Regions from separate parts of the Mus musculus genome. Here regions 2, 3 and 4 are each linked to region 1. A link is a contact called in public HiChIP or PLAC-seq data. All regions are on one chromosome and are shown on one strand. The core of a region is the stretch at or near the end of the contact, and the rest is flanking DNA. Distances in the headings are between cores, read along the strand shown. Region 1 holds the start of Pigc (phosphatidylinositol glycan anchor biosynthesis, class C). Region 2 holds the start of Dnm3 (dynamin 3). Region 3 overlaps Dnm3 (dynamin 3). Region 4 has its middle 54 kb from the start of Gm31869.

Region 1 (6,703 bases), core at 2,552-5,051:
GGCAACACCAGTTGTCTCCACAAGCTAACCCAGCCTCCCATTGAAGATCATTTAGTTAAAGAATGAGGGGCTGAGGCCTTGGTGTGGGGACAGAGAGACACTGAGATGGAGACATGGAATGCTGATCTTTTGCCAAGAACACCTCTCCGCTTTCGTGAGAAGGGATTTCATCGTTCATTCTTCATGGGAAAGGAGTGTGGTGTTCGGGAAGTATTTGTTTCGTTTCTCTTGTCGCTTCCCTGAGTCCTAGGAAGCTGGGGAGGTGGTCTGATGTAAATTCCTCTGCGAGCTTCTCTGTTATGGGAATGGGCTGCCTCAGATTTATTATCCCCAAACCGACCATGAAAGGCAAGAAGGCTGGCTTAGTCCTGCTTCGCTGTAACCTCTTACTAACCGGTGTGGGTTCAGCACAGTTCGGCCAAGCTGGGAGGGTGCTTCTGGAAGCTTCCTATGGCACTTCCATGTTGCTTCTGGGGTGGTGTGTGTGTGTGTGTGGGGGGGTGTCTCACTTCCATCCCCACAGCTGTGTTCCAGAGCTTGTTTGAAGCTGGCATAGTCTGAGACACATTCCTCTAAACATCCCTTTACCTTTTTCTAGACCATTCTATTAGATCTGCTTGCCCACGGGTGCGTAGGTAATACTTTGAGTTCACTGAACTATCCCTAAGAACTAATCCCCTAAGAGTTGAGGGAAGTTACTGCCAAACAAAGAGTGTGGGACTTGGAACTCTGGACAAATACATTTTGTCCTTAAAAAAATAGCTATGTATCAATTCTCCTCTTTCCTTTTCCAATAAGCTGTATTTTTATCCTGCCCTCTGAGAGGTGAGGGCACTCCATAGGTACTGTTTACTCACCTCACACGTTTTATGAGGTAAGTAGGCTCATTTCTCCAACCAGACACCAAGATTGCTCCCTCAGTCTTAGCGTTTGATTGGAAAGAATTTCACTTACTACCTTAAGTAACTTCTTATCACTCACCTACATTTGGCCGGTGGTGGTGGTGGTGGTGTGTTTCTGTGTCCCTTTCCAGATGCTGTAGATAGCCCCGTCTCCCTGACAACCCTGACCTTGACTCTGAAACAGGTACCATGCCTGCCCAGTTGAGTACTAAGCCTGCCTCTCTCAAGCTCTGCTCTGCTCTCCACTTCCTGCCTTTCACCAGAGGCTCAGACAGAGGACAGGGGAGTTGGAGGCAAGATGAACATGCACTGGGATGCCCCTGGTTCAGAGTGCATCTAATGGGCAGGGAGTACTAAGGGATGGTGGCGGTTAGCTTATTAATGTCAGGCATTAGCAATTGAAAGTTTCTATATTTCTAATTAGAAAACTGAGCGTATTTGGCCCTGGACTCAGATATCTGAGGCAACATTGACTGAGGAAGAGGGAGTGTCACCTTTGGCCAGTTCTTCCATTCACTGCTACTTCCATCTGACCAACCTAATCAGTGTGGCTTCCAGCTGACTGCATGTGAGCTTATGACATAGTCGAATTGAAAACGGATGCTAAGTTATCATTTACTCACGATGACTCTTGAGGTGTTATCAACTCTTAGTGGGTATATTACTTTGATACTTCCTAAACAAACCTTTGAGTTTATTGAACCTCTCATTGCTCATGCCAGATAAACACACACACACACACACACACACACACAACATGCACTCAAATGTTTGCTCTGAAAATACACAAAATCATCTATCAGCCTTTTGAGAACTGTTTTAAAGAGTAGACAAAGCAGACATGTGTTATGGAGGCATGGATGCCCCTCATGTGGTCATTTGCTCACAGACCTAAAGATGTATGACGATTATCAACAGGAAAAGAAACTCTTTGAGCCTGTGCTCTCTCTAGCAACCATTTCCAGTCTAAGACAAGCCTATGGAACTGCCTCTGCACCGTCCTTGCTCATCCCCGATTCCTTATTTCCCGCCATCATCTCACAACCTACATTTCTCTCAGAGATTTATCACCACACCCAGGGACAACTTAACTGTAAGGGGCGGGGAGGTGTTGAATGAAGAACTTAATTATTTTAAGTAGAAGCTGAAATGCCCCATACATATAAATCCTCAGTTTTCAAAATCAGAAATGTGTTATCTATTGGCTTTGTGAGGGCATGAGCGACCCATGAAACTGGAGGAGGCCCCACGTGAAATACAGCTATTGCTACTCTATAAAGATGGCGTGTTATAGTTCTAGGTTATTGATAATTAGAATTCGAAGACTAGAAATTGAAGCGGGGTGGGGGGAAACTATGGAAGTGTTTTGAGTTACAGTGTCTGTGGTTGAATAGTACACGCAGAAATGAAGGTTATGGCGGCTCTCATTTCTTCTAGCCAGGCCTTTACATAGCATAACCTTTGTCTGAGAAACCCAGGGCGTTTCTTTCTTTTTTCTTTTTCTTTTTCTTTTTTTTGCATTCGACTTGGTTTCTCAACAGGGCACATGCACCTCTCCACCTTAAGAGTACAACCACTGAGCTCTGCCTCGAAGGCTCTGTCCTCAGAAGCTGGGAAGTTACCTTCTGGGGATGCTCAGGATCAATGGTTTGTTTACCAGGCTGGCCTCACTCAGCCAAGGAATCTTGTCAAACTTTGGAACAAAAGCCTACAGAGAGAGAAATGGAAAGAGATCAGGTTGCAGAGTTTATCACACTTCCGAAGACTAAATCTTAAAGGGAGTCACAGGGCCAGAGAGATGCCTTGGTGGCTAACAGCACTCCTTCCTCTTGGAGAAAAGCCAGGTTTAGTTGACAGCACCCACAAGCCAGCTCATGACTGCCTGTAACTATAGCGGCAGGGGACCTAGCACCTTCTTCTGACCTCCACAGACACCTGGAGTCAGGAGCACATATGTAGACATAATTAAAAACAAAATATTAAAAAAAAGTTAAAATACTTGACCAGTGCTGGTATTACAATAAGCAAAGTAAGCTAACAGCAACCACACAGCAATCAATACATTGCAAACTATTTTAACACGAGAGTCCTCCAACCATTCCATAAGGTGGCCAAGAACAAATAAGCGCCTTCTTTCTTTTACAGACAAAGAATTCAAAGCCCAGATAGTGTGAATATGAATAAATGGGTTCATGCTTTCTGCCTCTGTGTCCACACTATTTAACAGTCTCTATATTTTAAATTCTTCGAGCTTCCATCTATTTATAAATCCTGTGACACTTCCAAGACCCCAGTTGAAAATCAGCAATCTCTCGTCCCAAAGGCTCTCCACCCTCATCTCTTTTAGGTGGCAAAGTCTAGGAAAGGATCCAGCTTTGGAGCCATCCACATTTGGATATTTCTGATCTACTTGCAATTACTAACCAGCTGCCTGACTTTGGTCAAAAACAAACTAATGATCGCATCGTCTCTGTGCAAGTCAACGCACAGGATGCTATGTGAGATCTGGGATCTCCCCGACTCCCCCCCCCTTTTTTTTTTTTTTTTTTTTTTTTTTTTTTTTTTTTGGTGAATACCAGAAGCCTGGTTTGGCACCTATAGGAGGAGGGTTTGGATGCATGGAAAGTCCCTTGGCTGAGAGCCTGTCAACACATGTCATGGTAACCTTGCAGTTACCAGTCTTCCACCAGCCCCGCGACTCTTCCTGCCTTCTCCTGCCTTCCACACCCTGTGAAGTAATTCCCACTGAGGGATTTGCTTCCCAGGCTTAGCATTCCACTAGGAGCAGATTGCCAGGAGAGGAGCAATCAGTAGAGGGCAGCAGTGACCTCGCGGTGTGGAGTCTCGGGGCGGGACGCTTTGGCCGCCGAGTGCTGCGGATCCGGAAGTGCTCCTCCACAGTAGTCCCCTTCCAAGCCGGCGTCCCGGATGTAGAAGTAGCTAGGCGGCCGCTCTTCTCGGTCGTGCACCCCCCTAAAGAGCTTGGTGCAGGTGGGTTCCGGCGTCCTTCGCTGTGAGCGCTTCCGGCTGATCCAAGGCTGGGGCGGGGGTCGGCAGCGGCGGGCGGGGCAGGCCGGTTGGGTGAGTGGTAGCCCAAGACCCTTCGCCGCCCGGTGACGGGGACCTTTCAAATCCCGAGGTCCCAGTGCGTGAGGGCCGACTCCAGGGTGTACGGCTTTTAAAGCAAAGGTCTATCCTAGCCTCCACGAAAAATACAGACGGTCCGGCAGGAAGTTCTTTCTCGAATTTGCTGAATGACCTCTGTGTTTACGACTGGGATGATTGTTTTCTTGATCCTGCGCTAGAGTTTTGCTGTTTCAGTTAATTAGGATGATATAGCACTTTAAAGGATAGTAAGTTCAGCTAATGAACAAAAAAGATTTGAGTTCTTGGTTTGGGCTAAAACTATAGAGAGATCATGCCCTTTTGTACGGTGCAGGTTATTGTCATTCGACCGATAACTTATTCAGATACCTTTGGGGACCTAGTAACGGCTATGGATGGATTCTGTCCCTATAAATTTGCGTAAGTTGCAAATATAATCATGCAAAAATAGTATAAACCTTAGAGTGTATGAATGCCCAAGTTAAGACTGGCTTAGAGAAGGACGACCAGAAGCAGAGACTTTGACACTAGACTTTTGTAGGAGGTCTGGCTCCACGCTGTTAGCCTGGGACCTAAATACTCTACTGTTTTGAAACTCAGATGTCTTATTAGGTAAACTCATAACTGGTATTAACTTGTAAGGCTGTGACAGTTAAAGAAGGTGCATAAGACATTTAACATTCTGAGTTAGATGCAGATATCAATTATTAAGACTACACTTTAAAATGTGAAGGCTTAATGCCGCATTATGTCACCAGACACAATTTATCTAGGCTTTCAGTAAGCCAAGTTGTTTTTTATTGTATCTGATGCCAGCTTCCATATATTTACAGTTCTCTCTTCTAGGAATTTAGCTGTGTTGTCCTGACCCTCAGGACAAACTCATCTAATGCAGGCTCAGCTTGTACTGAAGGCTTTGTAAACAAGGAAAGTTCTGTAGGGTATCAGCATGGCATTTCCAGAGAGTTCTTAATCTACAGATTTATCAAGAACCAGAACCCCATGGACGTCCCTGAGGGAGATTGAGCCAACCTGGATTTGAGGAAAGAATGAGATAATGTGTGCTCAACGTGTAACAGACACCCCAGAAGTCAAGTGGCAGAAGGTTTTATATGAGCGGCAGCCGTTCCCTGATAACTATGTTGACCAGAGGTTCCTGGAAGAACTCCGGAAAAACATCTATGCCCGGAAGTACCAGTACTGGGCTGTGGTATTTGAGTCCAGTGTGGTGATACAGCAGCTGTGCAGTGTCTGTGTTTTTGTAGTGATCTGGTGGTACATGGATGAGGGTCTTCTGGCTCCCCAGTGGCTTTTTGGGACCGGACTGGCATCTTCCTTGGTTGGGTATGTTTTATTCGATCTTATCGATGGAGGTGATGGACGGAAGAAGAGTGGGCGGACCCGGTGGGCCGACCTGAAGAGTACTCTGGTCTTTATCACTTTCACTTACGGTTTTTCACCTGTGCTAAAGACCCTGACGGAGTCTGTCAGTACAGACACTATCTACGCCATGGCAGTCTTTATGCTGTTAGGCCATCTCATCTTCTTTGATTACGGTGCCAATGCTGCTATTGTATCCAGCACCCTGTCCTTGAACATGGCCATCTTTGCTTCTGTTTGCCTGGCCTCACGCCTCCCCCGGTCACTCCACGCCTTCATTATGGTGACGTTTGCTATCCAGATCTTTGCACTGTGGCCCATGTTACAGAAGAAACTGAAGGCGTACACCCCGCGAAGCTATGTAGGGGTCACTTTGCTTTTTGCCTTTTCTGCCTTTGGAGGTCTTCTGTCCATTAGTGCTGTGGGAGCCATACTCTTTGCTCTCCTGCTGTTTTCCATCTCCTGTCTCTGCCCTTACTACCTCATTCATCTGCAGCTTTTTAAGGAAAATATTCACGGGCCTTGGGATGAAGCTGAAATCAAGGAAGACTTGTCTAGGTTCCTTAGCTAATCTAGGGACCTTCATTTCATTATTAAGACCAGCGGAAAGACTTCGAGCCTAACCGGTGCAACATTTAAAGGCAGGGGTCCACTCTTGAAGCAGCCGACTGATCTAGATGGTAGAGCTGAGATCAGAAGAAAGCATTTAACCAAGGGCTTAGGGGAGGGTGCTTGTCCTTCAGTTATTTTGTGACTGAAAAAGCTTTCTGGTGCTGTTATGAATTATTGTCCTTTATTCCCTGTAACAAATGATGTAATGTGGGTTCTGCTTATTAAAAAAGTAATATCCATTGCATTGTCTAGTATTTTAAAAAAAACAAAACAAGGAAACCCTTATTTATGTGTGTATAAGAGAGGGGGTTTGTCTATTTCCAGTATGTATGTCCCACGCATCAAATTCAGGCCCTGGCAACAGGCCTTTACCAGCTGAGCCATCACACTGGCCCTGTCTCATTTTTATGAGAGCATAAGACAAAAGTAGTATGAAGGTGTGTGTGTGTGTGTAAAAGTGTAATCAGTTGTTTAGCCTTTTCTGTGTATACTAAGGGACACCTTTATATATCTAGAGCCCAAATTTGAGAATCCCTGATGGTGGCATCCAGTTTGTTGTCCAATACCACAGAAGTGGTCACTCAAGGAGAGCTACATGCCATAGAAACAAAACGTTAGCGATATGAAAGAGGCTGGAGGGTGAGTTCATCTCAGGCAGTTAGGAAACCAGAGGTGACATTTAATTTACTCGTGGAGGATAGCAG
Region 2 (6,703 bases), core at 2,940-5,439, 510 kb after region 1:
ATGCACTCTAAACACATACTTAAGGAAACAATTCAATTACATTTCATAGCTATCTTCAGGAATGTCTAGTAAATAAAAATGTGTATCTTTTCATTAACGCTTCTAAGACAGTAGGTGGAAATAAAACATAGTGGAAATAAAATTATATCAATAGAGTGCCCAGAGTTATGAGACCAAAAAGAAAGATACTGCAAGTATTAACCAAAAGGACTGATAAACCTCCATGTGGAAGGGCAGTTCAGCACACAGGTTTTGAAGACTGGATTAAGGAGCTCAAACATCTCAGGTTGACCTGAAGTTTTTACATTAATTCAAATTTGCCACAAGTGACTTGTTCGAGCGCCTTACATTTTAATTTACTATTAGGTAAAATGAAATGAATAAGTGTGCCTACCTCTTCAGAGTTTTATGAGGATTAAATGAGATTACTCATATAAAAGGACCCGAGGTAGCATCCAAGATGTAGCAATCACTCGGTAAATATTAGCCATTATTTTTATCATTACTACAATCTAAATATACAAATTTAGAGCCAGACCTCCAAATCTTTTCTGTTTGTGCAGGTGACTCAGGCCTGTAATCCCAGCTACAATAACTGCTGAAAGAGGACAGTCACAGGTTCAACGCCTGCCTGGGATACAGGGTGATTCAAGGCTACAATGGGGGGGGGGGCGGGGGGAGGAAATGAGTTGAAAATGTGGCCGAGTGATGGAGCACTTGCCTACACCAGGCCCTGAGTTCAGCTGGAAGGGAGGGCAAGAACGTTCATATAAATACACACATAAGAAAGCAGCTGAATAAATTCAATTACTCCATTTACAAACCAGACCAATGGACAGATGAGAGTCTGGTCGTGAACCTTCAGCCCGTGGGTTTAACTTTCTGGGTATTAGACCATAAGCAGTTTCTCACTGCCAGCATATAGGCTCGCCCTGAACAATCACAACAATCTAGCTACTCACTCTATATCACATTAATATGCAAATCCGTTGCTTCAGCAAGAAAATCACAAACAAGTAGCTCATTCATGACACATTTTATTCATAACAAACTTGTCACCCGACAATTGGTCTTACAGATACAGCTAAACAAATACATCCACAACCGGATACATTCAATGGTATTTTTAAAAGAAAAACAGTATAAGCACACTATTTTTGATGGAAAGATATGGTCAGCCACTAAAGGTGGATTGTTAAGTGGTAAACAAACAGTCAATAAACACGAGAGTATTTTGAAGAGAACAAGCTTAATTCAGAAGCAAACAGTTTACCCAAGTGAAGATCCTGGTGCTGGTCTGTACTCGGTCACTGCACAATTGGTCAAGCATTGCAGTGAGAACAGCTATGAGCAGAGGAGAAAGACTGCCTCTTAAAGAACTTTATATTCGTTATGAAGCTCCTGCTTAATAAAAGTTAAAAGATTCCACTGAAACATGAAAACCTTTTCTTTTTCAACCTGGGCTGATTCACTTCTGAAAATGAAGGGTTTTTTTTTTTTTCCTTTTCCCTCCCCTAAGGTTGAGTTATAATTAGAAATTAGATTCCTCAATCATTCAATGACCAAAATCTTTATTAAAGTCAAATGACCTTCTAATTAAGTTTTCTCCTTAATATATAAATTGCGCTAGACAGGGCTACTCTGCAGCTAGGAAAGGTTTTATATATTTACTAAATGAGCATATTCTATGTTTATTATCTTCTTATCAGCCTTACAGTCACTACTGGTAAAACTTTATAAAGTAGGGAAAATGTTTAACACATTCTGATAAGTGCTCTGATTTTTACAGTCCCCATTTTTCATTTTATTATGGAAGAATGCTCAGAATTAAATATGTTACTCTCCTGTGCCTCTGTTTTATCCTCATTATAGAAGAATGCAGCTAATGAGGGGAAATGTAGACATCTTCATTATACCACTAGGAAGACTGTTCTGATTTGCCAGCCTGGATGGCAGAACTGAGATATGTGCATACACTTTGCATTGAAATCAAAGGCACCGAGCAAAATATGCTTAAATATAAGCCGTTCCAAGGAAATTATAAGGAAGATGCATAAGAACATGGCTGTTGCGTTTGAAATATGATTTTAATCCTTAAAAATGAGTATCATTAAATAACTTCTTGCCTTGGACCAGAGGTCTGAGATGACGTAGGCAAAATGCTTTGCTATTGCTTTTTTTTTTTTTTTATTGAGCAAAAATTAATTATAAAACCAAGGAGAAATGATCCAGGGAACTAACTACGAAAGGGTAGCTGTCAACTGCGAGCAATTACACGGTCTTATCTTTCTAGTTCACATTGAAGCAAGAAAAACGAAGAGTATCTCCTGAGAGATGGAGCATCATTCGAGAAAAAGGGAAACGCACTTCGCAACACTCACACCCAAAAATGTGGGAGTAGTCAGCAGTACAGTTTACACATTGCCAAGCAATAACAAAAAGGAAGAAGGAGATGGAGAACCACAGCAGGAACCCTCTGCATCACAAGCCGCTCACCAGCCAAATAAAAGAACAAAGTGTAATCTCAGATTGCCCCATCCAGCCCACCGTTTTCATTGCTGCACCTTCTACCTGGTTTACTACTGGGAAACAGATTCCAGCCTTCAGGATGCACTCCTCACACAAGGCCATTAAGGTAACTCAATCCTTCCTGAATTGTTTGCTGGAAAAAACGTTGATTTCTGACTCAAAACAATAACAACTCTTTGTTGTTGTTTAAAATTGTGAGACATGAAGCTATAACTACAATTTGAATTCTGGATGTTATCTTGAAGACCCGCTGGATAAACAAGAGCTTAAGGAATGCAAGAGGATTGGTGGGGGGCGGGAGGGGGGAGGCGGCGCATGGCATAGAAAGAGTGCAAGAGAGATGCTGGTCAGTTCTGAGATGGTGCAGGAATGACAAGGCACCTGAACATCGCAAGTCCACGGTCATCCCTGGAGGTCTCGGGTTTTCAGTCATGCCTGAGCAGTGAATGGGTGCACACTCATAAACACACCACCGTTTATTCTTCAGCTCCCAAGGCGAATGGTAGGCAAGCATCTCCCCGTAAGCCTTCACCACAGGGATTTCGGGGTTCACACACCCCGCCTCCCCTGCTCGGGGCAGGCGATGACTGTTTCAAACAGTGTAAGCCTTCACCACAGGGATTTCGGGGTTCACACACCCCGCCTCCCCTGCTCGGGCAGGCGATGACTGTTTCAAACAGTGTAAGCCTTCACCACAGGGATTTCGGGGTTCACACACCCCGCCTCCCCTGCTCGGGCAGGCGATGACTGTTTCAAACAGTAAACAGCTGAGATGAGAGTCAGGGACAGGGGATGGGGGGCCGGGGCGGCGGGGGGGTGGGGTGGGGGAGAGGGGGGTGTGGACGAAGAAGGAGGGGTACATCCCGGCTGAGAGCTTCCAGGAGAGTGACAGGGAAAGGAGAGGGGTGTTGAGAAAGAGAACTGGCGACTGGAAAGCACCAGGCTGCGCTTCCAGGCTGCCAGGGGCTGGCGCGCACCAAGCCAGCGAGGGAAGTGGATCCCAGGGCGTACCCCGACTCCCCCACCGAGGGTGGGGAGGAAATGGCTTTGTATGGCAGGATGAAAGGCAGACAGGGGGTCACCACCGGGTAGAGAATGCTGGGGCGAAGGATGCTCAGAGCAAGGAGGACCCCGCCCGCTCTAGAAACACTAGTGCTCTGCCTCCAATCCGCTGCAGCCTCTAGTCCACCCTCGGGGCTCCCCACACCGTTCCATGTTCCAACGGCCTGAAGCACGGGGCTCCCCCCACCCCCACGGACGCGCCCCCACCGCGCTCCCGGTGCGCTCACCTGCCCACGAAATTCTCGAGCACTGAGCTCTTGCCGGCGCTCTGGCCGCCCACCACGGCGATCTGTGGCAGCTCTAGCAGACAGCTCTGTCCCAGAGCCGAGAAAGCGTCCTGCAGACGGTTCACCAGAGGGATCAGCTCTTCCATCTCCCGGTTCCCCATCTTGCCTGTGCGGCCAACTGCCCCACAGGTCCCTGTTCGACTGTGTGACCTGGCAGGCAGCCCAGGCCTCGAAGCACTTGTCCCGGTTGTCGCTGTGCGGGGCTCACACGGCGGAGTCCCTGCACCGATGTCCGATCCCTGCCTCCCACTGCTAGGATCCTGACAGCTCACAGCCCACGACGCGCTTGCGCAGCCCAGAGAGGCGAAGGAGGCGTGGCCTGGTCCTGAGACGGTCACGCCCACACCACGCCTCTCGCCCTGCTTCTCCCTAGAGTTTCCAATCCTACTGGCCTACGGTTGGACTGCCTCCCAGCTTCAGTCAGATGCCACTGCCCAGGCTAAAGGGCAGAGTACTGCACTTGGTCAAGGAAAAGCCTAAAATCACACCCAACAGGAATTGTTGTTCCTTTTGAAGGAGCTAAACCACACAGACGAAGCCTAGAGGAAAGCACTACCATCTACCATCAGCTAACAGCACGTTGACATCAGCTTCACCATGCACCACCACCACTGTACGCACCAGAATACATTTCCCAAAAGGAAATCTCACATTTCACCCCCTACTCCAAAACCCCAGATTGCTGTGGGATGCAGAGATAAACTGGCCTTTTAGAGTCAATCCCCATTAGAAAACTGGGTTACCTGACCTTATTGAAGTACTCATCATTACCAGCCTGTCCTACTCTACCTTCTGTAAGCTAAAGTGTAGTTCCTTGAACCTTTCTGTTCCCTACTCCTACCATACTCATTCTGGCTTTTAGAATTCCTTGCCTGAGCTAACTGTCCTTTTAGCTCCTGGTCAGGACAAAGAGATTGGCTGTTGAGTCCATTGTAACCACGCAGTCTGCACTCGATCCGTTAAATTTAGCACACTGAGAAGAGTCTGTGCCCGGAGATGGAGACACGAAGATAAATGGCCATGGTTCTTCACCTCCTTATCGTGGTCCTGTTTCCTGTGCATTTTGAATACTGATACCTCTCAGGATTTAGTGCGCAATATTTACTTGTCCTGCACATCTTCCATCTGATGATTGCCCAATGGCTTTAAGTAACCTAAAGACTAGAGACTACATAGGAAAATGTGTTGCATCTCTAGCACCCTGGGGTCTTCACTGTCACTTAGGCATCACCATTGCACTATTGCCCTTCTAGGACAACAGTGAACCAAGTCTGAGCCTGCCCCACGTTTCCTAGGCTCGGTGGCTCTCTGGATATGCTATATGATAGCTGAGTCAGTCTTTCACTTTTCATGCCTGCAAAACCAGTACCACATGGAGTACAGAGCCATGCTTTGCTGCCGGTTTGGGATGGAAACTTTGGACCACTATTGCAGCAACCTCTACGCACTGACCCTGAGGAGCTGGTGGCAGGGACGTCTGTGGCAGAAGAGGGTGGAGGCTGGTCATATTGCATCTATAGTCAGAAGGCAGAGTTAAACGGATGCTGATCATCAGCTACCTTTGTCCTTCCTAGGCAGTCAGAAATCTCAGAAATCCCAACACGTGGAGTAGTCCCACCTTAACTAACCTAGCTAAAGACACGCCCAGAGGTTTGTTTCCATGGTGATTCTAGATCCTTCCAAGGTCAATGTATTTGATATAAAGAAATGATTATGGTTAAATAAAGTCATAATGGTGGAACTCTAGTTTGAAAGAGCTAGTGTTCCTGTAATAAAAGACACCAGAGACCCAGCCCCATCTGCCATACAAAGACACAACAAGATGGCAGCCATCTTCCAAGCAGAAAGATGGCCCTCACCAGGACAGATCAGCAGACATCTTGACCTTAAACTTCCCAGCCCTGAGAACACTGGATAAAAGTGTCTTTTAAAGTTATGCAGACAATGGCATTTTGTTATACGATTCAAGCTTACTGCAGATGTAGGGTGTATTTAAAGGAACCTGTGATGGAAACCAGGGAGCAATGACTGCCTCTGCAGAGGGTCATGGATAGCATCTAAGAAGACATGGTCCTTGCTGGGTTCCTCCTGTACACCACTACACTACACGCTGTATAAGCTGAGGACACTAGCCCACGTCCAAAGTGTTTTGAGCTCTAATGCAAAAGACTATATGCTATTGTGCATTAGAAAGAAAATATATCAGCTATTTGAAACCTCTAATCCGTCCTGTTCACTTAGTTCAAGAAGCCGTTCAGAATTACTCTTGCCAACTGCTTTTCTTCTTTACTTCCCTTTTCCAGATTATTCCACAGTAACATGGGGACAAGAGACTCTGAATCCACGCAGAAACAGCCAAGGTCCTTCAGAGGTGTAGATTTCTACTCATAAGCTAATCCACGTAAAACAAACAGGAAACAGAAATACAAAGTGGAAAAGCAGATGGGACAATCCCACAGAAAGCTAATATCTACCTTTCCAATATATATGAAAGCTGAGGAGGGATGTCTGCTCAGTGACGAGTGTCTTGAATGTATCATACAGTCATCTCAACCCTGTCCCAACCCCAGTGATGGATGGTAGGTTCCTCTCCCTGGCTCCCATATCTATGTCATCACTACTTTCCTGGTAACTCCTAAAGATTCAAAACTCTTTTTGTCTTCTGTGTGTAAGAACTTAGTAAGCCCATAAGAACACTGATACATAAGTATGTATTTTACTTCATGGTCAATCTAAAAGATAACCTTAATGAAAGAATAGCACCAAAGACCAAGAGGAACTTTTAAAACTGATGTGGCCTCCCCCAAAAAAGCCACACTCCATGA
Region 3 (6,703 bases), core at 2,653-5,152, 480 kb after region 1:
TGAACATTGTTTCCTATACTTAGCCAAATTCTAAGTGTATATTCTGGCCATTACAGGGAACAACACTGGAACAAAGTGTCTCCACTTCTCTTTTAAGCTCTCAGTTTGCCTTCTTACACTACAGAGCTTAGACCACTAAAATGTTCTTTTCCCAGACTCTCCTGTAACTAGCATTCTTGATGTAATTTAGGTCTCGCCATAGATGTACTACCGTGAGGGTGAATTGCAGTTTAGTCTTCACCATTAGAGGCATTTCCAGGAGATCTGGAATTAGAGTTAAATTAAGTGAGAGAAGAGAGGCACTCAGGCACCAGCAATGCAGACACAGCAGCTGGGAGAGTGCTCTAAAGACCCTAGTGCTCATAGCCGGGCCATCCCTCAATCTCAGCTAACAGAACATTCCAGAAGATCACTGTTGCCTCCTGGCTCCTAGTCATAGCTTGAGTGGAGCCCTTTTTAAGCTAGTAGCTGTCATAAGATTTCCTGAGTCCCTAGCCTCTTAAGGGTGACAAAGAAGGCATCAGTTCTTCTAGCTCTACACTGTCTTCCTGAAATGCACATCTGGAGGCCTTGCTTAGGAGCTGATTCTCTTCTAAAATAACCATATTAACAATTAATAATTAGTAAGCACCTAATCCCTTATGGGACATGTTTTTATTTATATTCTATTCCATTTTTTTTCTTGAATAGTTAGTGTATTCTCCCATTATCTGTAAATGAACTTTGAATGATGCATTATTGAAACAATTGCCTGGCAATGTTCAACTACCTGAGTACTTCTGTGCCTTCAAACACTCAGAGCAATCTAAAGTGGCCCTGAAGGAAGGGCACTATGTAGCCAATTCTTAGTTCTTTCTCTAAATAGTAGAAGAAGTGATTTCCACTCAAACCTATGATGATTTGTCATTTGAGAACCAAAGCAGGGGTCAGGGGAACTATCTGGCCTCCGGTCCTCACTTCTTTAAGCAACTAAAGCAGAATCTTCCACTTTACCTATGCACTGGATGGACTGAGTTGGGGACAAACACATCATTTAAGCCAGTAGGTAAGCCAAAGCCACCAACCATGTTTGATTGAACCAGGACTCACAAGCTGAATTAGGAAGATGTTCCAGGAAGTTAAAGTCAGTAACACAAAGGCCACGTATTTTACTCCAGGACTACACACACTTAGAAGAAGGCAGGAGGCTCAGTGTTGAAATTTTACAAACATGTTATAAACACTGGACTGGCATGGTAACTTTCCATGATGTCAGAGATCCAACCGGATGCATGATTGCCTCAGAATATTTCTGGCTTTCCATGTATTTGTTTCTCATCAAAACACTGAAAAAGAAAATCTGGCCTTAAATGTGAGGAATATATTCATCAAGGTTATAGGGTCTGCTTGACCAAGGTCCCAACAATGTCACTATTTCTGAAGACAAATCAGAGGCCCTAGTCAAACTAGTAATAAACCTTTGCAGATGTGTCAAGCTGAGATAGAAAAAGAAACAAGAGCTCAGGTGGCAAGTCAGCTGGAAAAGTGCTTACCATTCAGGCATGAAGATCTGAGTTAAATACCCCCCAGAACCTACAGAAAAGCCGGGCATCACCTCAGTGCTGGGGAAACGGAGGCAGGCAAAATCTGCAGGACTCACTGGCCAGCCAGCCTAGTCTGCTCGGAGAGCTATAAGCTAATGAGAACCTGCCTCAAAATGCCAGGTGGATGGGACCTGAGAAATGATACCCCAAGTTATTCTTGACTTCGACGCACAGATGGAGTGGGGTGGGGCACCTCAAGGAAGGAAGGACAAAGGAAGGCATGACCATGTTGCTCTTTGACAACAAACTTGGATAAATGCTGGTTCACAGCTATGAAGATAGGCAGCAGATCAGTAAGATGCGCTTCCGTCTCTGCCACAGCACGTCTGCTCCCCAAAGCTTAAGAAAGCTTTTAGTTCAGCAGACCCTTCTACCAGGGCTGTTAGGCGTTTGAAGAAAGGGAGTAACTTACAGACATCTTTTCCTGAATAAATTCCCAGTCTAACCAAGATGTAAGAAAGTTTCTCAACTGATTGAGTTTGTCCCCAGCCCAAAAAAATAAATTAATTTATTAATTAAAGATTTTTAAATTAATCTTTCTGGATTATTCCATTTGTGGAGATGCCTTCATTATTTACCATGGAGAAATACAAAATAGGAAATGAGGCTGTTGTTCCTAAGGAATATGATTGAAAGGAGAAAACAGCTCACTATTGTCTTTCCGTTTGTATTGAAAAGAATGTCATGCAAGCTTCACCGAGGGTCACTGGTCCTTGCTTTGGGAGCTTGTTGAGCATCTTATCGTTAGTGATCACTTCCCCATTCTCCTCCATGCCATGTTCGAAGATGAAAATGTCACTTTATCATCCATATTCTCTCCCAACCATATGAGCCAACCAGAGGCAGTATGATCTGTCACGAGGGCTGGCCTGAACATCCTTGCGCTGAGTGCCGGAAACTCTCAGTGAGTAATTAAGACAGCAGTGGTCAGTACGTTCGCAGAACACCCACCCTCCCCTCTAGTCTGTTTATAGTCAGACACCCCACCTAAAACTCAAGTGCAGTCTGAACCCTGCAGATATGAATGAGGCAATTCACGGTTTGGGAGTCTGAATTCTTCAGTGCAGTAGTTAAAGGTCAAGGAATCGGGTTAACGGGAACAAGCCACTGGGGTAGCAGCAGCAGAGCTGGGCTGGGGTTGGGGAGAAATCAAAGGCGGGGCATATTTTTTACTCTCCATGGCAAACAGGAGTCACGGCAAAATAATTTCAGACCTCATTATCCTGCTTTTGACTTGATCCTTTAGTTCACAGATTACTTTTTCTTTTTTTCTTTTTAGAATCACCTTTTAAGAAGTTCTCTAGGAAAGCTGCACCTCTGCCAGGAATGAAAGTGTGACTGGGGAGACGCTTGGCAGTTAGGGGCACGTGATGATCTTCCAGAGGACCCAGGTGCAGTTCCCATCACACACATATATGACAGCTGACAACCATCTATAACTCCAATTCCATGCCATCTGATACCCTCTTTTGGCCTGTGTGGGCACCAGGCATGCACATGGTACACATACATACATAAATACATACATACATACATACATACATACATACATACATACAAAATACTCATGCACATAAAATAAATCGTTTTTTAAAATTAAAGAATAAAAATGAGAAGGAAATTAAAGGTTATGCAATCCACCTTTTATTTAAAATATTCAACTTCCCAAAATGTACTTTTCATATGATGCCTTAAGAACACCTAAATAAAAGTTTATGATAGAAGCAGAGAATAGCCACAATTCTTGTTATTTTCATTGATTTCTTTGGCTTTGGGGCCTAAAGCCAAGCAAAGTTCTGGGATTTAGGTCTTGAAGACTTTCTGTCATAATGTAATACATTCCACTACTGTTAAATTAACAGCATCCTTCAGACTCTAACTCAAATGTGATGTGCGTTGTCCTTCTCCCTGGCCTTTCCTTGCTCCTCTGTCGTGCTTTGTCATGCCTCTCAAATTCCCCTCCCCCCAACCACTCCCCACCACCCACATACCTTATCACATACCTTTGCAGATAAGTTATCAGTTGACCACAGGACTCAGAGGCCAAAGTTTAGACCTGTATTTTGCCTGGCAAACAGTAGGGGCCTAGCAATTGTTGGATAAACTAAAGAAGTAAAGAACTCACTAAATCTTAGCTTCATAAAATCTGTCTTCCTGAGAAATACTTTAAAGGTTTCTTTTTTGTTTTGGCAGAGAAAAATAAGCAAAACCATCACTAAGCTTTTTAAAAAGGGGGATGGGTTAGGATACATAATTTACACAGTGTCTGAAATACCAATAGGGCAATGGTTGTAGGGAAGAGGAACAGAGAGCAGTGGTGATGTTGTGGGGCCAAGAATGCTAAACACCCTGCAGCCCTGTGCACTGAACAGTTATTCCACATCCCATAGGGTTTTCTTATGTTCTACTGCATACTCATATAGGCCAGATGATCTAAATTGTAGCCAAATTCTGTTTTATAGCTAATTACCAAGGATTTTGGCAATATAGTCAATTTGCTAGGAATGAACCAGTCACACTAATCGCAGGCAAACCTGTTCTTCCCTTCATCTGGAACACTATCAAGAACTGTTTAACATGTCGGAAAATCTGCTTCGTGACATAAGTGCCCCTTTGGGGATTTGACTTGCCAAAATAGCGTGCCTACTCCTGTAGGGCAAGCAACAGGTACTTAGTTGTACATGGTGTCTCTTGCTTCCAAGTGTGGTGGGTCCTCCATCTCATCCCATCCCACCTACCTCCTCTTTCCCTCTCACTCTCCCCCCTCCCCCTCCCCCTTCCCCCTCCCTCACTATCCCTCTCTCTTCCTTTCTCTCTGCTGTCATCCTTCTGTGTCCTCTGACATTCTCTGACATAGCACACTTGTACATATATAAAATCTCACCTGCTTAACAGAAATACTCACCTAATAAGCCCAGACTTTCCTCCTGTACCTTCAAGTGTCTATTCAAGCCATTTCTTTACCAGATACACACACACCTTCCACCTTTCCATTTGCCCAACTCCTGTCACTTCCAGGGATACCTCAGGTGCCCCTTGTTTTAAGACTGCTCCCCGCCCCCAGGCCCTACCCTCCAAAGTCAACGATTTCCTTTTGATTGCCTGCACCATATAAAGCTCCTTGGGCACCTGGTTATGTTCACTTAGTGTTTTACTTCCATAGCTTTGTGATGCTTGCTCATCATTCCATACTTTACCTTTCACCCAAAAAATATAATTTTGAATACAGAGGAACATTCTATGCCCGTTTTGCCATACAACCTACTTTGCAAAGTGACATGATTATAAGCATTCAACGAAAAGTCAATCCTTGACTTTAAATTTTAAAGAACTGTGGTCTAGCTGGGTTCTCCTAGCTATACTGCTCCGGGGCATATACCCAGAGGATGCTACAACATGTAATAAGGACACATGCTCCACTATGTTCATAGCAGTCTTATCTATAATATCCAGAAGCTGGAAAGAACCCAAATGTCCCTCAACAGAGGAATGGGTACAGAAAATGTAGTACATTTACACAATGGAGTACTGTTAAAAACAGTGACTTCATAAAATTCTTAGGCAAATGGATGGAACTAGAAAATGTCATCCTGAGTGAGGTAACTCAATCACAAAAGAACGCACATGGTATGCACTCAAGATACAATTCTCAGACCACATGAAGCTCAAGAAGGAAGAACAAAGTGTGGATACTTTGGTCCTTCTTGAAAGGGCAAACAAAATGCCCATGGGAGGAATTACAGAGACAAAGTGTGGAGCAGAGTCTAAAGGAAAGGCTGTCCAGAGACTGACCCACCTGGGAAACCATTCCACATACAGTTAACAAACCCGGACACTACTGTGGATGCCAACAAGTGCTTGCTGACAGGAGCCTGATATAGCTGCTTCCTGACAGGCTCTGCCAGTGCCTGACAAATTCAGAGGTGGATGTTCGCAGTCAACCATTGGACTGGGCACAGGGTCCCCAATGGAGAAACTAGAAAAAGGACCAAAGGAGCTGAAGGGGTTTGCAATCCCATAGGAGGAACAACAATATGAACCAACCAGAACTCCCAGAGTGTCCAGGGACTACACCACCAACCAAAGAGTACACATGAAGGGACCCATGGCTCCAGCCAAATATGTAGCAGAGGATGGCCTAGTCGGACATCAGTGGGAGGAGAGGCCCTTGTTCCTGTGAAGGCTCGATGCCCCAGTGTAGGGGAATGCCAAGACAGAGAAGCAGGAGTGAGTGGTTTGGTGAGCAGGGAAAAGGGGGGTGGCATAGGGGGTTTTTGGAGGGGAAACCAGGAAAGGGCTTAACATTTGAAATAAAGAAAATATCTAATAATTTTTTTTTTAAAAAAGAAAGAAATGCGGTCATCCCTTTCCAAAGAAGAAAGTAATATGGCAGACTTCAGGGGTCCCAAATGAGCAAGATTTGCTGGTTATCAGATCATAATGAAAACATTCAAATATTAGTTTATATCTAGTTTTACATGAAAACTACCTTCAGTTGTGTTCTCCTTGCTTAGACTTATTATTTTATTTTATGTGTGCAGGTGGTTTTCCTACATATATGTATGTACACCTTATGCATGCCCTGTGCTCGTCATGTAGGTCAGAAGAGGGCATCTGGTGCTCTGGCTGAAGTTATGAGTGTTTGTAAGTCACATATAGGCGCTGGGAACTGAAACCAGGTCCTTTCCGAGAGCAGCAACTGCTCTTAACCTCAAGGTCATCTCTTCAGCCCTCTTTTTTTTAAATAAATATTTCTATTTTATGTGTATAAATGTTTGACATAGATATAGATATAGATGATATAGATATAGATATAGATATAGGTATATCAAGTATTGCCTGTAGTCCTTGGAGGCCATAAGACGTATTGGATCTCCTAAAATTGGAGTTACAGACAGTTGTGAACCACTATGTGGGTGCTGGGAACTGAACCCAAATCCTCTGCAAGAGCAGCTAGTGCTTTTAACCACTGAGACCCCCTAATAATGTATTCTTAAGATATAAACAGGGTGCATGAAATGAGGAAACAATTTCATTTTAAATTAGTCAGGAATCTAGAGAGTCATATATGCCAATCAGATATCATTATTTAGTAATATTTTTAGAGTGACAAATGTAAA
Region 4 (6,703 bases), core at 2,024-4,523, 260 kb before region 1:
GGAAGGAGAGATGGGGCTTCCCTTTCATGTGAACGAGGGAGAAACGAGATTTCCCATCAGAATCCACATGACTTTTCCATTATTAATTTCAGAAACCAGCATGCTTTCATGCTTGTTACTAGTAAGCCACATGCAAGCATCTTCACTTCATTTTTCAGAAGGATTGGTGCTCCATGATAGGCTGAGGGCAATGGATTTGGGAGAGGTTTAGAGCATCTTGAGATGGACATTTCTCTGAACTAAGTGTAACTGGCTATTTAAAGGGCACTTCTGCAAATGATACAGGTCCTAAGAATTTAGTCAAGTTAGACTGATCGGACCTATTTTGTTCATTGACAATTGCATCCAGAGTAGCAACAAACCAGCAAAAAAACATCTGGTCCACAACCTTGCAATGTGAGAAGGAGCTGAGTATTAAGATATAAAGTTTGTTTCCTTCTTTAAGAAGTAGCCAAAACTTAGGATACCCAAGATATAAGATACAATTTGCTAAACGCATGAAACTCAAGAAGAATGAAGACCAAAGTGTGGACACTGTGCCTCTTCTTAGAATTGGGAACAAAACACCCATGGAAGGAATTACAGAGAAAAAGTTTGGAGCTGTGATGAAAGGATGGACCATTTAGAGACTGCCATATCCAGTGATCCACCCCATAATCAGCTTCCAAATGCTAACACCATTGCATACACTAGCAAGATTTTGCTGAAAGGACCCAGATATAGCTGTCTCATGTGAGACTATGCCGGGGCCTAGCAAACACAGAAGTGGATGTTCACAGTCAGCTATTGGATGGATCACAGGGCTCCCAATGGAGGAGCTAGAGAAAGTACCCAAGGAGCTAAAGGGATCTGCAACCCTATAGGTAGAATAACATTATGAACTAACCAGTATCCCGGAGCTCTGGACTCTAGCTACATATGTATCAAAAGATGGCCAAGTCGGCCATCACTGGAAAGAGGGGCCCATTAGACACACAAACTTTATATGCCCCAGTACAGGGGAACGCCAGGGCCAAAAAAAATGGGAATGGGTGGGTAGGGAAGTGGGGGGGAGGGTATGGGGGACTTTTGGGATAGCATTGGAAATGTAATTGAGGAAAATACGTAATAAAAAAAAATTTTTTTTAAGTAGCCAGATAAGTGTCTTCAGAGGATTGTGACAGATGGCATGAGTATTCTTTAAAATATTCTGATTCCTCTCCTTTCTGTGATCTCTCTCCATTCAGAGGTTCATATGCCATGCTATGCATCAGCTTTAGCCAAGTGGCTTGCTTTAGACAACGGCATGGAAGCAGAATTGACATTTGTCACTTACAAGCAGAAGTTTTAAGAGACAACATGCAGTCACTGGACTATGTCTCCCTTATTCATGCTCCAAGTAGAAGCTACATCATCACCCTAGATTCCTCAATAAGGACTTAGAGCAAAACTTCACCTGAGCCATAATGGACATGTAACTTGAATAAAAACTCTTACTAGAGTTCAAGTCACTTTTAGTGTGGGTGCCATTTGTTACCAAAACATAACTTAGCTAAAGGCATTATTACCCATGCCAACCTTTTTAAAAATGAGGATGTAGTAGACAAGTCTTTCAGAAACAAATATCTTTCTATGAACTTGGATACATATAAAAGAGTCTAATTGGAAATGCAAAAGGAACTTACAAGGCATTATGTAGAGATGGAGAAAATTGTCTTGAGTAATAAGTGTATCGGTTTAGGAAATTCAGACTATGCCATAATATTAGCTCAGAAACTCACAAAATAAAAACTCATTTCTCATTTACACAGATCTAAGGTAGGTTGATCTCTTATAGCTTACCTCTATACAGTGGCTCAGGGTTCAGGATGGCCTTAACTTGTGATGCTACCATGCTTTAATCTTGCACTTCAACTTCACGAAGAATATATAGAAGATCTCACAGGAGCTCTTCCTGTGCCAGGCCAGGTAAAAGTAAGGCATGAGCCCCCATGTGCTCTCTGTATCTCTCTGTCTCTCTCTCTCTCTCTCTGTGTATATATATATATATATATATATATATATATATATATATATATATATATATATATATACACACACATATATATTCAGTATCATCCCCAGATGCAAAGAAGGCTGGAGAACAAAACCTTCCTCAACCAGAAGGAAAGGAAAATGTCTTTACCAGAAATACTTCATCTTTCACAGCTATACTTTTATAAGAAAAAAGAAATAAAAGACAAGGTTTGAAAAGCATAGTGCAGCCACTTAGCTGGTAATGGGCACAGGTATAAACAGGAATAGGAAGTCCAGTCTTTGAGGGAGATAAGTTAGAATGCAACCAGATCGCAACCTTGCTAAGCTTTTGCCACAGGATGTGCTGTGCGTGGGAATCCCAAAACAGAAAGAAAGAAAGAAAGAAAGAAAGAAAGAAAGAAAGAAAGAAAGAAAGAAAGAAAGAAAGGAAGGAAGGAAGGAAGAAAGTAAGAAAGAAAGAAAGAAAGAAAGAAAGACAGAAAACAAGAGTTCATGACAACCACAGGCACTACTGTTGTAAGGGACAAATGAACCCTGCTGGGAAGATGTCCTGGCTGGATCTCCAGGCGTGCACACAAGTGGTGGTGTGAGGAAGTGATCTCCAGTGGTTTCTATATTTAGCACCGTCCTTCTCTGTGCCGGGTAAACCCTGGAATTCTTGGGGAATTTAAGTGGAGAGCTTCAAAAGAAACCATGCAGCTACTCCAGCAAAGGAGTTAAGGGAGAAAAACAATGTCCCATTTTTGAATAGCAAATGTGTTGAGCATTTCTTTCTGGTTTAAAGAGGGATATAGAAAAGATGTGTGTGGGAGAGAGAGAGAGAGAGAGAGAGAGAGAGAGAGAGAGAGAGAGAGAGAGAGAATTCTGATGTAGAAAAGTCAGTAGTATACTTTTACTAATTCTGTTTTTTGATTAAAATTTATGCTTAATCACTACCACCAAATCTTGCAGCAATACAAGACAGTTTAACTGGCCACAGCATGGCACACTGAATAATGAATAGTTCAGTGTGAGCTGAATTCATTTTAGAAATTCAGAGTCTTGAAAGCAGAGCAAGATTTTTGTTGTTGTTGTTGTTCAAAATATTAAGAAACAAGAGTGTCTAGAGGATACCCTTCCAGGATGTATTTAAAGTTCTCATGTGACTGTGGGTGTCTGATCAAAGTTCTTATGTAAACAGGATCTGTATGTGAGAACGCTCTCAGCGGTCGAATGTGGAACTTCGTTACGAATGGAGCAAAAGGTGGGCACGCAGCCAAGCAGTCACACGGGACTGAAACCGATGTTCTAAAGCCCGTTAGGCTCCTCACCACCTTCCCCTCTTGCTCAGCCCACTCAAACACAAAGCCAAAGGAGGTGCTTCTCACCTGTGAGCTGCCCCTACGCAAACCCCAAGTCCTATCTGATCTACTCTGAGAAGGCCTTTTACACAGAGAGTACACTGGCTCAAACACACCTCCCTCATGAGAAAAGATGGCTTCTCTGACCCAAAGCACGATCTTCCCTTGGGAATGCTAAGATTATTATTATTCATATTATTATTTTTAATAAAATCAAAGCATCAAGGACCTGTTAAGAAAGCCAACTACTACTTTATAGATCAAATCAAGTGACCCAAGGACTTTTTCATTATTACAGGGATCTACCTATGACTCTAACTCTCTAGCCAAAGAGAAATAGTAACCATGGTATCTTCGATTGACTCAGCAGCTGGACTGCATTGACATGCGCTCCAGAGGCCCCAAGACTAACTCTTTTCTAGCATCCCAGGGTCTCCTGCTCTGCTGACTGAATGAGGACCTGTTTAACTAGAAACTCTAGCCTTAGGGTTGTCACTCATCCCACACAGCTATTAAGAGAACCACCTAACTGCAAGGCCTGCTCCCACCACACAAGTAGCTCCCATGGCAGCTACAAGGCCCTCAACTATAATGACTACTGCTCTTCCATCCCTGGTGTTACAATTTTTTTTTTTTTGTTCCAGGTTTATTCCTAAAGAAGGATGTTTTTAGTTTTTGTCTTGGGGGAAAAACTCTTAAGTTCATTTGGAATTTCTCTTACTCAACTATTAAACGGAGAAGATAATCCAATTACATTTTTATTATTTACATGCAATTTCACCCTGGGAAAGTAAAAGGCAAACGATCTTAAAACCTTTCATGTGTCTTCTTTTGTTCTTCCAACTTCTTAAGCTATAGGAAATCTTATATTCCCTTCAAACTCAGTTATGACTCATTAGAATGATGTTATAATTGGATCAAACTAAAAGTGGCCCACCTGATAATTAGATTAACGGGCATCTAAGTTACCATAATTCTACTTCAGTGATGCTCCTTGCTAATACCCAACAATATGGCCCCTCTTATATTCCTTTGTCTGAACGCTGTTCAGGAATATTAATCCTACAACTTCTGTCTCCAATTAGCCTCAGCGACCCTAATGCAAACAGCTCTCCTAGCCCCTCCTAGTATACCAGATTTTTCTAAAATACTATGCAAATTAAACTCCCAGGCATCGTGCCTAGTCTTCCTTCACTCTGTGCTAGCCCTGGGCATGAAGAGTTGAAGAAGAAACTGCTACAGTCTCAAGTGGCTCTGCATTTGTCAAGCCAGCAAACCACTGAGCATCACGGTGTTGGAATGTTGTAGATTGCTGCACTGGGTGCTGACAGTTCTTAGAAAAGCATATTGGTTGGAAAAAACCAAGGAATTCCCCAGCTTGCACCAGGGACAGCACCTTGCAAAGCCTGCAGTGGATTCAGGGAGGCACGGGGACACTCTGAGCTGGAAGGAAAGGCAAAACTGTGTTTCGCTTGGTTATTTGGTTTTCCCTTCTGACAGGTTGCCAGAATCCCTACTTTCAAAGATAAACTGCTGTTCTAAGACAACCTGTGTAGCTCCTTGGACAGTAACAAATTAACTGAAAAGTAAAGTTTCCTTAAAAAAAAAAAAAAAGAGCTGGGATAACTGCATTATCCAGCATGCGACTAAAGAACCTACATTAATAAATTATAATGGGATATCAAAAGAGCATGGTAGATCAGGGTAATTTTACAGTAAAGTATAAAAGTAATTTAGTTCCCCCAATGTCAAATGATTCTTCATTATATATTAAAAAAAACACTCCGAAGTACTTCAGAAATTTCCCCAGGTTAGAACCTAGAAGAAAGCCACACTTTTTGTTATCTATGCAAATTTTAAGCTTGATAAATAACAGTGGGGATGGGAGGTAACCTTAAAACCTTTCATATATCTTCCTATGCTTCTTTCAGTACAGGAGATCTTGTGGAACAGGCATAGTTAGGAGGCTGCAGCTATGCCCAGACCTAAAGAATGAATCGCCCTTGGTTTTTATATTGTTCTTGCTTTGATTTTAATGCAAGTATTCAAGTATGCCATCATCTCCTGAACTGGTGACACAGGGCACAAGAGGAGTTGTTGAGAGGAGAAAAGGCTGTACTGGTGAAAGCTGACCAGACACATTGGATTTCTCAAGCTTATGAAACATCCCAGGAATGACAACCACTGCAGCCACCCAGTCACCCTCCAGTCCTGCTCAAGAGTCTTTCCATGTAGGCTCTCGGATCTTGCTAGCCATTGTAGGGTACCGTTTCCTTCTGAGCTGAGCTTCCCCAAGCTACAATACTTCTTCTTCTTCTTCTTCTTCTTCTTCTTCTTCTTCTTCTTCTTCTTCTTCTTCTTCTTCTTCTTCTTCTTCTTCTTCTTCTTCTTCTTCCTCTTCTTCTTTTCTTCTTCTTCTTCTTCTTCTTCTTCTTCTTCTTCTTCTTCTTCTTCTTCTTCTTCTTCTTCTTCTTCTTCTTCTTCTTCACCACAAATTTCTTCCACTTAATACAGAACATCCTACCTTCTATGATAAAGGTCATAGTTAAAACCAAAGAGTTTCACAAAAACAATAACCTCCTTGTTCCCCACTTCTCTCTACCGTACAACCTTCTCACAGGGGAAACAACTGCAAGAAGGAATCTTGGTTTGAATAGAAATTGATTAAAGTGCTTTTTTTTCCAGTTTCAACACTACATCTTCTAAACTCTTAGTTTCCAGTGACCTTTAAAAAAAATCAAATGCAGAAATTGCAACAATTGAAAAGAAAAAAAAATCTAACTTTAAATGCCATTTAACAATTTTCCAATTCTTGTTTTTTGTTTTTGTTATTGTTTTTGATTTTTTGTTTGTTTGTTTTTTGATAAATTGAGACTGAAATTCCAAGGGGTGGATGCCTCCACGGTCACCATAACTCACCAGGGATACTGCCAACCTTAAAATGCAGAGACAACCATGACTGATAGCCCAGAAACTTCTCCCAAGAATGTTATTCCATACTTAGAAGCCTACTAAAGAAACTTCAGGAAACTTTTACAGCTATAGACATAATTATTTACACTGGAAACACACAGGTAGACTTTCAATGATTAAACATGCATTTATACATAATGTACAAATATATACACACACATATATATATGATCCTCTCTCTCTCTCTCTCTCTCTCTCTCTCACACACACACACACACACACACACACACACACACACATCACATCACATCACATTTTGCTACCTGGATATATTCCTAAACACTTCAGACTTATGAAATGAAATAATAAGATACAAAGCACAACTCCTAGCTGAGCTAATTCCTTCACACAGGTCTGGACAATGGTGCTCAGGC

Evidence for each region. HiChIP or PLAC-seq counts read pairs in DNA pulled down with a chosen protein or histone mark.
Region 2: a contact with region 1 is called in a FOXA1 HiChIP or PLAC-seq map of pancreatic cancer cells. The contact joins the promoter of Dnm3 here to the promoter of Pigc in region 1. A contact is called at or near these places in 15 of 39 promoter capture datasets (the 3T3-L1 cell line, the HPC-7 cell line, the SN4741 cell line and 8 more), 3 of 484 Hi-C or Micro-C datasets (the N1E-115 cell line, cerebral cortex and embryonic stem cells), 7 of 115 datasets of contacts at active chromatin or transcription factors (astrocytes, effector CD8 T cells, embryonic forebrain and 4 more) and 1 of 9 other capture datasets (macrophages).
Region 3: an H3K27ac HiChIP or PLAC-seq map of extraembryonic endoderm stem cells shows a contact between it and region 1, with 5 times the contacts expected there. The contact joins the enhancer-like site here to the promoter of Pigc in region 1. A contact is called at or near these places in 3 of 39 promoter capture datasets (the 3T3-L1 cell line, 3T3-L1-derived adipocytes and cranial neural crest), 2 of 115 datasets of contacts at active chromatin or transcription factors (bone marrow-derived macrophages and extraembryonic endoderm stem cells) and 1 of 9 other capture datasets (adipose tissue).
Region 4: a contact with region 1 is called in an H3K27ac HiChIP or PLAC-seq map of regulatory T cells, with 5 times the contacts expected there. The contact joins the enhancer-like site here to the promoter of Pigc in region 1. A contact is called at or near these places in 4 of 39 promoter capture datasets (HPC-7-derived erythroid cells, embryonic stem cells, liver and 1 more), 6 of 115 datasets of contacts at active chromatin or transcription factors (T-cell acute lymphoblastic leukemia, effector CD8 T cells, large pre-B cells and 3 more) and 1 of 9 other capture datasets (liver).

Annotation. Positions count from the first base shown.
Region 1 is chr1:161,965,387-161,972,089 of GRCm38.p6, forward strand. Pigc (phosphatidylinositol glycan anchor biosynthesis, class C) reads left to right here and starts at 3,802. Exons shown (of 2, transcript NM_001039045.1): 1 at 3,802-3,893; 2 at 4,854-6,703. The coding sequence starts at 5,065. The coding sequence ends at 5,958. It overlaps 4930558K02Rik (RIKEN cDNA 4930558K02 gene), which reads right to left. Exons shown (of 7, transcript NM_001204904.1): 2 at 2,525-2,610.
Region 2 is chr1:162,473,845-162,480,547 of GRCm38.p6, forward strand. It overlaps Dnm3 (dynamin 3), which reads right to left and starts at 4,190. Exons shown (of 21, transcript NM_001038619.2): 1 at 3,819-4,190. The coding sequence starts at 3,979. It overlaps Gm31985 (a long non-coding RNA gene), which reads left to right and starts at 2,822. Exons shown (of 3, transcript XR_373653.3): 1 at 2,822-3,031; 2 at 6,182-6,457.
Region 3 is chr1:162,445,784-162,452,486 of GRCm38.p6, forward strand. All of the region lies in intron 1 of Dnm3 (dynamin 3), which reads right to left. Among named protein-coding and RNA genes, the nearest start is that of Gm31985, 28 kb to the right of the region's middle. Within about 2 kb of position 3,903, at least 13 of the 459 cell types and tissues checked have an H3K27ac peak or open chromatin away from gene starts, as enhancers often do. A contact at or near this core is called in extraembryonic endoderm stem cells, where this site is marked.
Region 4 is chr1:161,709,873-161,716,575 of GRCm38.p6, forward strand. No RefSeq gene overlaps it. Among named protein-coding and RNA genes, the nearest start is that of Gm31869, 54 kb to the right of the region's middle. Within about 2 kb of position 3,274, at least 59 of the 459 cell types and tissues checked have an H3K27ac peak or open chromatin away from gene starts, as enhancers often do. A contact at or near this core is called in effector CD8 T cells, memory CD8 T cells, regulatory T cells and 1 more, where this site is marked.